2 separate regions of the Pan troglodytes genome follow, and region 2 is linked to region 1. The links are chromatin contacts, called in public Hi-C maps. All regions are on one chromosome and are shown on one strand. The core of a region is the stretch at or near the end of the contact, and the rest is flanking DNA. Distances in the headings are between cores, read along the strand shown. Region 1 overlaps PI4KA (phosphatidylinositol 4-kinase alpha). Region 2 overlaps SNAP29 (synaptosome associated protein 29).

Region 1 (5,155 bases), core at 924-3,423:
ACTGCTGTCTACTCGCCACTTGCCCAGCTTCCCACCTGCAGATGTTGTCAATAGCGATGTCTCGGAGCTGCTCGTACATGGAGGGCTGGCTCTTCTTACCCGACATGACGTTCAGGGTTGACTCGGAATGCTCATTGGTCACACTGATTTTTATATCATTGCCAGCAACTGAAAGTAAAAAATTCAAATATATACCTAGTTAAGCCTATCATTTTCCATCACCTTCTTTGTAATTCAAAAACCAAGATAATATGCTGATCATTTATAAAAGCAAAATGATCACTCTAAAAACATCTGACCAAATATTTCAGAAAGAGAAGAGTCTAAGAGCAACAGGAAATAATATGTTTAAATCAAAAGGAAGAATATTCAAGTTAGAAAGTGATAAATACAGAAAACTACCAATTTCTCAATCAACTGTTCAAAAGTACTGATGACCAACCACCAAAGGCAGCTCTGAGGGCGACTGAGGCATGGCCCTGTGCTTGGAGTTACCTCACTAATATGTACAAAGCCTGGTGAGGGTTAGGGATGCTTGCGGGAGCAGGGGCCTTAGAGCCTGAGAGAACCCTCCCCACTACGGGGTTCAGGGAAGTCTTGTTTTTTGTTTGTTTTTGAGATAGGGTCTTGCTCTGTCACCCAGGCTGGAGTGCAGTGGCGCTATCACAGCTCACTGCATCCTCAACCTCCTGGGCTCAAGCCATCCTACAACTTCAGCCTCCTGAGTAGCTAGGACTACAGGTGAGCGCCATCACGCCTGGCTAAATCTTTAAACTGCTCTGAGTTTAAGTCTTCATCTGAAGGGGAAGATAAAAACAGCCACCTTCATGAGACTGTGGGTAAGAGGGTGATACTACATCAGAGACACTAGCACACAGCAGGTGTTTAATTAATTAATGTTAATTATTGTTTCATCATATGTGGAAACATCATAATCCATTCTCGCAGGGGTAGCAGGGACTGGGCCCCTGGCTAAGTGTTTGGGGCACACAGGATTTGCATTTCAGACTTCCACAGTGAAAGATGTCAAAAAGAAAACAGGACTTGAAGGGGCCTTTGGTGTAACAGGAATACAGGATGAGAGAAGGCCGGGGAAGAAAGGCCTGGAGCTTGGAGGGGACGCAAAGGGAAAGACAGAAGGAAAGGTGTGGCGAAGGAATGCACCCAGGTACAGTCATGAAACCTGTGTGAGGCTCACACACAGTCACAGAGCCCCTTTCTCAGGGCCTGAAGGGCACACAGTCTGTTATTACCTGTGTGGTACTGACTGTGGTACTTGTAGAGCTTCACCAGAACTGGGGACGGGATGACCAGGAAGTCTCGCAAGGACGGTGTCACAGAGTGCACCACCACCGGGAACCTCTCGCACAGGCGGCCCAAACCCTGCAACACACCATCAACCTGTCACATGGCCTGTGGTATGGGACCATCTGAGTAGGCCCTGAGCAGGGAGGTGCTCAACCCTTCAGTACCCAAGTCTGACCCAAAACTTCGAAGGTCAAAGCTCCCACAGGCCACCTGCCCAGGACATAAAAAGACGGAAGCGATGGTGCTGACTCTCCTTCACCTATAGGGGACATCAACTACTATTTTTTTGTTTTGTTTTTGAGACAGGGTCTCGCTGTCGCCCAGGATGGAGTGCAGTGGCACGATCATGGCTTACTGCAGCCTTGACTTACTGGGCTTAAGCAATCCTCCCACCTCAGCCTCCTGAGTAGCTGGGACTGTAGGCACACACCATCATCCCTAACTAATTCTAATTTTTTAAATTTTTTGTGCAGACGGAGTCTCACTATGTTGCCAAGGTTGGGCTCAAGCGATCCTCCCACCTCTGCCTCCCAAAGTATCGGGATTACAGGAGTGAGCGACCGTACCTGGCCAGGGGATATAGATTGTTAAAGTGTGCTCATCTCTTTTGGAAGCATACTAAAGAAGAAAGAGACAAAATATAATTTTTAAACAATGGCAGGTGTGGAGTCAGTGGGATTGTGACAAGGTTAAGAGTCTCGGCAGAGCAGAGCTAGCACTGTGGGTGTCAGGAGACATCCCCTTGCGTGGCCCCATGGCACATGTCCACAGTCCTTCCCCCACAGGCCTTGAGAATGGCCCCCAGCCTCACAACAACGGAGAACTGAAGCCAGCTGCACCCATATGCCACTGACAGAAAGCCCTGGCATCCTGCAGGGGGCAGCCCACACTCAGTGATGAACTGTGCACAGCACGCACTGGTTAAAGCTCCTAAAGACAGAACCGGCAGGGTCTCTGCTGCTGGTGTGCCCACCACAGCCTGAACAGCAACAGCGTGACAAGAGGGAGGCCCTACAGGTGGGATCTGAGCCTCTCTGGGTTCAGGGAGACTGACCTGCAGACAGCAGATCAGCAGGGGCAAGTGAGCAATAATGACTTTGCTGGACGTCTTGGACTGCAGCTTCTCAGATAGCTTGATGCAAAGGTTTTCTGCACCTTAATTCAAAACCAGAAGAGGAGATGAGTGATCAGCACAGGCCAGTCTTTCTAACACACTTATCCACCAAGTAAGCACAGAATTTAATAAAACCCCAGAGACATACTTTAGGCAGGGCTTATTCATACTGAGAGGTCACACAGTGTGTGACACACTCTCTCTCTTCTCCGCTGGGCCTAAGCCCCCTTGTCCCCGCAGTGTTCATTCCACAGAAAACTTCCCATTCTACTCCTCCCCCAGGAAAACACTTCACCTGAAGGCACTGAGCTTCCATGTCACCACAGAAAAGCCTAAAGAACCAGCAAGATGCAGCCGAGAGCATACACAGGCCCTGAGGCCACGGGCATCCCCATCCTCCCAGGTCCAGTGCCCTCCATGCAGGACAGGACACCAGACGTGCAGAGCACAGCAGGGGCTAATGCTCCACTCTGCACGTGCCCAGGAGGCCTACTGCAACTGCCTGTGCTGGTAACAGAGCCAAGTGTTCTAGAAGTAGTTTGGGGAAACTTGTGGCAAGAAAGCCTCTGGGTCATGCCTGGAGCTCACATGAGAGGCAAGGCAGTCTGTCTCACCCTGCTCGTCCTTCACAGCCCACACCATGAGGTCCACACAGGCAGCATTCGCCTGACAGCGCAGTTTGAGGGGGCTCAGCTCATTGTGGATCCGGTCTGCGTCATGTAGAATCTTCTGCAGCTCCCCCTGGCTCGTGTTGAACTGCTCCAGCACAAAATCATGGACCTCCTTCACAAAAGAGGTCGGGAGGTCTGTAGGAAAGAGTGTGGCATCACAGCTGGGAACAAAACTACAGTAGAACACAGGCAGTGCTAGCAGCAGCTACAGTCTTCCCCTTTTAACAAAAACCCCAGAAAAGTAGCATTTGCTACTGGCCACTGTGGGTCCTAGAATGCCCACTGGAAAGAAGTTGGATAGGAAGTGCACAGCTGTCCTCCACGTGCACACAACCTGGCAATCAGAGGAAATGATCATTTCCCAGGGACGTTACAGCCATCCTTTGTTTTAAGCAGTCAATGTACTAAAACCTGAATACATGAAACATATAAATTGGGAAGTATCGTTGCTGGAACTACTTCCACTAACAATATGAGATACTTCTGTGATTTTTTTTTTCTTTTAAGAAAGAGGTTGTCAGGGCCAGGCGCGGTGGCTCACGCCTGTAATCTCAGCAACTTGGGAGGCTGAGGCGGGCAGATCATGAGGTCAGGAGATCGAGACCATCCTGGCTAACACGGTGAAACCCCATCTCTAATAAAAATACAAAAAATTAGCCGGGCGTGGTGGTGGGCGCCTGTAGTGCCAGCTACTCGGGAGGCTGAGGCAGGAGAATGGCGTCAACCCGGGAGGCAGAGCTTGCAGTGAGCCAAGATCGTGCCACTGCATTCCAGCCTGGGCGACAGAGCAAGACTCCCATCTCAAAAAAAAAAAAAAGAAAGAAAGAAAAAGGTTGTCAGATAAGGGCAAAAACTGGTTGCAGCCTTGAGAAGAGAATTATCTGGATCTTCAGAGCACTCACCCTGAGTTTGAGAGACTTTTCAAACTCTCATCCCCAGGGCCTGGAAAATTCAGGAGAACCACCATGATGCACGCACAAGTCAGCCCAGCCAAGGCAGCCAGCGACACACAGCAGGGGTGGTGGGGAGGGCAGGGGCAATCCCTGATGCCCCTTCTTAGGGAGTTTCAACCCTTGCCGTGGCCCAGATGACTCAGCTTCTGAGGAATGTTCAGAATCAGATTAGGAAAGTGGTTACTAAATTTTGGTATACCTTCCTGACAAAATATTATGTGCTCATCAAAACTTAAGCTTATGAAGAACACTCAACAGTGTGAGGGGAGAGCATAGGAAAAACATTTTGTAAAATGCGTAAAAGATTGTTTCCTTACTTCTGGGAAAAACAAAATTCATGAAAGAGGGACTAGAAGAAAATGCTAAATTGTTGTGTGTGCATGTTAACTATTAAGCTATTGTCTCAGGTTGGGTGCAGTGGCTAACACCTCTAATCCCAGCACTTTGGGAGGCCAAGGTGGGTGGATCATTTGAGGCCAGGAGTTCAAGACCAGCCTGGCCAACATGGTAAAACCCCATCTCTACTAAAAATACAAAAATTAGGCAGACGTGGTGGCACATGCCTGTAATCCCAGCTACTTGGGAGGCTGAGGCACGAGAGAATTGCTTGAGCCTGGGAGACAGAAGTTGCAGTGACCCCAGATCATGCCAATGCACTCCAGCCTGGGCGACAGGGAAAGACTCTGTCTAAAAAAAAAAGCTAGTACCTCTACATTAACAGATTACATATATTACAAGTACTTCATTTTCTTTTTTTTAATGTTTTTGAGATGGAGTCTTACTCTGTCACATAGGCTGGAGTGCAGTGGCACGATCTGGGCTCACTGCAACCTCCGCCTCCCGAGTTCAAGCGATTCTCCTGCCTCAGCCTCCTGTGTAGCTGGGATTACAGGTGCATGCCACTGCGCCTGGCTAATTTCTTTTGTATTTTTAGTAGAGACAGGGTTTCACCCTGTTTGGCAAGGCTGGTCTCGAACTCCTGACCTTAAGTGATCAGCCCACCTTGTCCTCCCGAAGTGCTGGGATTACACGCATAAGCCACTGTGCCTGGCCTCTTTTTTAATTTTCTAAACTATCTAAATGGATATGTAAAACTGTATCTGTCCTTA
Region 2 (5,155 bases), core at 1,754-4,253, 84 kb after region 1:
ACCCTGGAGAAGGGGCACAGGACACTGCACCCAAGACACAATTTTAAGGAATTAAAGAGAGTTTTCATTTGTGCAGTACATATTAACTTAAAAGACTGAAGAAAAAATCGACACAGTTTGCAGAATGGTTTCAGTTGGTTGGTGCTGGAGGAAATGTGCTAAGTCTAGAAAGTGAAGTTTCCCTGAAAGAGATAAACCGGGATGACAGGGCTTTTCCGTGTGCGTTTAGAAACTGAAGTTCATTCAAGCCAAGAAAGATAATTTTAAAAAAGAAGAAACTAAAAGTTCAAGGAAGATTTCTTGTGGCAAATGTGCATTATTTAACTTTTTTTTTTTTTTGCGTATTTGTTTCAAGTGCAAAGATAGTGTAGAAATAAATTTCAGAAAGAAACGAAATTACCCGTAATTCCATTTATGTAACGTAACAATTTGTATTTTTATACTTTGTCCACAGACTGTGTAGTTTTGCATTATTGCAGTTCCACTTCTGTATTGTCACTTGTGTGACTCTGTCTTTCCTGAGCTTGTGCACCAGGAGTTAGGTGACCCTTAATTTGAGGGTGTTTGATCTCCCAAGTACTGAGGGAAAGTGAGAACCCTCTCCTACCCCGTGGAAGCGTCTCTTCTTCTGGCCCATGAGCCTGCGCTGTGCTCCTCCCTCATCCCTCTGGATAGCCTCAGAACCAACCCCTTCATTCCTTCCACCCATTTTCCAGATGAAATTGTTTTGGGTGTGTGAAGCAGCATTTGAAGGAATGTCAATTAACCGCTCTCCTGGTGTTTCCTTCTAAACTTAGACCCTGTCCCCAGAGGGGCTGGTTCTGCCATGAGTACTGATGCTTACCCAAAGAACCCACACCTTCGAGCCTATCACCAGAAGATCGACAGCAACCTAGGTAAGACTGAGCGCCACACCAGCTTCTGTAAGCCACTGTCCTTCAGGCAGCTTACGCCAAGCATAGCCCCTGCATGAGCATCCTCCAGCTTCAGTTCCCTCACCACACATCACATCCCACGCCAAGCTGGGTCCATCTTGCCACCTCACTGTCTCTGGAATCTCTCCACTTCTCACCATTTCCTACTTCTAGCCCAGCCGAGCCCTCCCCACCTCTCACTTTCATGAACAGCACCAGGGACCCAGGAGTCCCTGAGAGGCCATAAAGTGTAGCCTGGACGTGACCGCTCACTTCATCTTCCCACCTGGCCACTCAGAGCCCTGTTTTCCTCCTTGTGAAATGGGCTACCTCTGAGAACAGTGGAAAGGTTACCTGAGCCAGAAAGTGCCTGGGATGGTAAGAGTTAGTGCTCGTGTTGCAATTGGCACTTTGGCCACACAGCCTCCAGCATGATGTTTCAAAACAGAAGGGTGTGCAGGGGGCCGGGCGCAGTGGCTCACGCCTGCAATCCCAGCACTTTGGGAGGCCAAGGCGGGTGGATCACCTGAGGTCAGGAGTTCAAGACCAGCCTGACCAACATGGTGAAACCCTGTCTCTACTAAAAATACAAAAATTAGCCGGGCGTGGTGGCAGGCGCCTATAATCCCAGCTATCGGGTGGCTGAGGCAGGAGAATCACTTGAACCCGGGAGGCAGAGGTTGCAGTGAGCCAAGATCGCACCATTGCACTCCAACCTGGGCAACAAGAGCGAAACTCCACCTAAAAAAAAAAAAAAGAAGAAGTGAGGGGTATATTCTTCCAGAACTCTCTCATGGAACCCCACACACTCACAGTGCAGTCCAGGCTCTCTTTGGCTGCCCTAGTCCCTTCTGCCCTCATCACCTGCAGGCTCATGTGGGATTTCTGATGTGAGTTCTTTCTGCCTTGTGGCCCCTATCTGCCTGGATGGGCTCCCCCGACTCTCTGCAGGCTGGCTCCTTCTCTTTCTGTCAGTCTTGCATTAGTATGGCCTCCTCTCCCTGTCTCTCAGGACCCTCGTGTTTCCAGGGGGCTGCCCTGGCCGTTTGTGATTGTGTATCTGCTGGTTTGCCTGCTGTCTTCCCAATCAGACTGTAGATTCCAGGACAGCATGGGAGTGTTTCCATTTTGTCACTACTTTGTATCTGGGGCCCAGCAGGCAAGCACTTAGTGATTATTTTTTGTTTTGTTTTGTTTTGAGACGGAGTTTTGCTTTTGTTGCCCAGGCTGCAGTGCAATGGTGCAATCTCAGCTCACTGCAACCGCCGCCTCCTGGGTTCAAGCGATTCTCCTGCCTCAGCCTCCCGAGTAGCTGGAATTATAGACATGCACCACCATGCTCAGCTAATTTTGTATTTTTAGTAGAGATGAGGTTTCTCCTTGTTGGTCAGGCTGGTCTCGAACTCCCGACCTCAGGTGACCCGCCTGCCTCGGCCTCCCAAAGTGCTGGGATTATAGGTGTGAGCCACTGCGCCCTAGCCAGTGATTATTTTTTGAATGGAAAAGTCAGTTACTTGAAATTCAAGTAGGTGTTGGCCTGTGGGCAGTTCTGTGAGTTTATTCTAAGTAGTGTCTCAGACTTGCTGCCTCCTCCTACCGCTACTCCCTGAACAGAAATCTCCCCCGTGGTGACCTGGGTCACCCTGTCAGTCTCCCAGCACCTGTTAGGAGTTGGCAAAGTGTAGGGGACAAATAATAAAATCCTCCCCTGCTGTAAAGGTATCTAGTGGAAGGCAAAACTGAAACCCATGAAGATGCACATGGAGTGTCTGTGCACGGGTTTTCTCCTGCTTGCTGTCTGGGAAGCCCCAGACAGCTGCCACCTCCTTCTATGCCCTGGACTCTGTCCTCCAGAGCCAAAGACTTCTCTGAGGCAGAAGGTGTGTCTGCCCAGATCTAACCACTCCAGAGAAGCCCAGAGAGGCGTGAAAGCCCTTTGTCCTTCACTGCGAGAAAGGGAGTGGTTAGGGCTAGTGGTATGGTTGGTGCCTGCTGGCAGAAGTGGGAGAAGGGACTTTGAGGAAGGATACTGCATTCAGAGGCAGGAAGAAGTGCTGAGTACTGCCCGCCACTAGGAGGTGCTGAGGGTGCACAGTTGGCACTGTGGACGGGCAGCTGGGCAGGTCCCGGCAGGACGCAGTCTAGAGTAGGAGGTGGGCCTGGGCAGAAGGGCGAGTGGCTAGTTCAGAGCTCAGCCCTCTGGCCCTGCTGACACAGGCCAGGCCAGTCCACTCTGGTGGGGCAGGGAGTGTTGCCTTTGTTCACACTCTTCCCGTCTTAACGCCATCTCCCTGCTATTTCAGGATCTCAGGCAAGCTCTCTGGACTCCAGCGCCCTGGCCTGGTGGTTTTACATTATTACACATTTTATCTCAGCCTCTCTGTTTGCTTATCCTTTGCTGCCCTGGCTGCCAGTGAGCTTCCTCCTGAGGCCTGAGGCAACCACAGGCTCTGCTCTCCATGGAGCACGAGGCCATGAATTTTAGTAAGCTTAAGAAGCAAAGAGCTGAAGACTTATCTTTTTTTTTTTAATTTTAATTATACTGTTTTTCTCTTTCTTTTCTTTTGTTTTTTAGAGATGGAGTCTCGCTTTGTTGCCCAGGCTAGTCTCCAACTCCTGGGCTCAAGTGATCCTCCCACCTCAGCCTCCCAGAGTGCTGGGATTACAAGCATGAGCCACTGTGCTTGACCTGAAGACAATCTTTTTATTTTTATATTTTTTAATTTCTTTCTGAGAGTTTTACTCTGTCGCCCAGGCTGGAGTGCAGTGGCGCAATCTCAGTTCACTGCAGCCTCTGCCTGCTGGGTTCAAGCGATTCTCATGCCTCAGCCTCCCAAAGTGCTGGGATTACAAGCATGAGCCACTGTGCCTGACCTGAAGACAATCTTTTTATTTTTATATTTTTTAATTTCTTTCTGAGAGTTTTACTCTGTCGCCCAGGCTGGAGTGCAGTGGCGCAATCTCAGCTCACTGCAGCCTCTGCCTGCTGGGTTCAAGCGATTCTCATGCCTCAGCCTCCCGAGTAGCTGGGATTACAAGGTGTGCACCACCATGCCCAGCTAATTTTTGTATTTTTAGTAGAGACGGGGTTTCACCATGTTAGCCAGGATGGTCTCGATCTCCTGACCTCAAGTGATCCACCCACCTCGGCCTCCCAAAGTGCTGGGATTACAGGCATGAGCCACCACACTCAGCCTATCTTTTTATTTTATTTTTTGAGATGGAGTCTTGCTCTGTCGCCCAGGTTGGAGTGCAGTGCATTGATCTCAGCTTACTGCAACCTCCTCCTCTCAGGTTCAAGTGATTCTCTTGCCTCAGCCTCCTGAGTAGCAGGGAATACAGGCATGCACCACCACATCTGGCTAATTTTTATATTTTTTAGTAGAGATGGGGTTTCACCATGTTGGCCAAGCTGGCCTCAAACTCCCGACCTCATACGATCCACCCGCCTCAGCCTCTCAAAGTGCTGGGATTACAGGCATGAGCCATTGTGCCCGGCCAAAACTACCTTTTTAAAAAAACTGATTTTGGCCGGGCGCGGTGGCTCACGCCTGTAATCCTAGCACTTTGGGAGGCCAAGATGGGCGGATCACAAGGTAAGGAGTTCGAGACCAGCCTGGCCAATATGGTGAAACCCTATCTCTACTAAAAATACAAAAAAAATTAGTCGGGTGTGGTGGCGTGTGCCTGTAGTCCCAGCTACTCGGGAGGCTGAGGCAGAAGAATTGCTTGAACCTGGGAGACGGAGGTTGCAGTGAGCCGAGATCATGCACTCCAGCCTGGACAAAAGAGCAAAATGCTGTCTCAAAAAAAAAAACAAAAAACTGATTTTGCTTAGATTTGTGGTACCAGTGCTAAGGCTTTGTGTATCCTGATCCTTTTTCTCTTAGTGTTTTATATTTAATCTTGCAAGTAAGAAGGCTTACAAAGCACCACCTCTTCTCTCTCCTCTCTGGCTCTTTCCTGGCTGCTGTTCCTAGTAAAAAGGCAGAAAGCAGCCCTGGGCATATCTCCCTACCCCCAGCGTGCACAAACACACACACACACACACACACACACACACAGTCACAAACCTGGGAAAAGGCTTTACTCTTCACCCTGACAGAATCAATTAAGTCAAGACTCATCTCTGCAGTGGGTGCAGCCCCCCCAGGCAACACAGATCCCTGTCTCTCCCCCTTACCCACACCATCAAGAAGCATTTGCAGGTGCTGTGACTGTTTGCTCATGCCTGCATGTCA

What was found. A called contact is a pair of places that touch in the nucleus more often than the background predicts.
Region 2: a Hi-C map of induced pluripotent stem cells shows a contact between it and region 1, with 1.6 times the contacts expected there. The contact joins two enhancer-like sites. A contact is called at or near these places in 2 of 7 Hi-C or Micro-C datasets (induced pluripotent stem cells and stem cell-derived neural progenitor cells).

What each region holds. Positions count from the first base shown.
Region 1 is chr23:22,912,343-22,917,497 of NHGRI_mPanTro3-v2.0_pri, forward strand. PI4KA (phosphatidylinositol 4-kinase alpha) reads right to left here. Exons shown (of 55, transcript XM_024352561.3): 11 at 3,037-3,228; 12 at 2,363-2,463; 13 at 1,254-1,383; 14 at 36-168. Among named protein-coding and RNA genes, the nearest start is that of SERPIND1, 31 kb to the left of the region's middle. Within about 2 kb of position 2,174, at least 5 of the 24 cell types and tissues checked have an H3K27ac peak or open chromatin away from gene starts, as enhancers often do. A contact at or near this core is called in induced pluripotent stem cells, where this site is marked.
Region 2 is chr23:22,995,823-23,000,977 of NHGRI_mPanTro3-v2.0_pri, forward strand. It overlaps SNAP29 (synaptosome associated protein 29), which reads left to right. Exons shown (of 5, transcript XM_514997.9): 4 at 798-896. Among named protein-coding and RNA genes, the nearest start is that of SNAP29, 29 kb to the left of the region's middle. Within about 2 kb of position 3,004, at least 15 of the 24 cell types and tissues checked have an H3K27ac peak or open chromatin away from gene starts, as enhancers often do. A contact at or near this core is called in induced pluripotent stem cells, where this site is marked.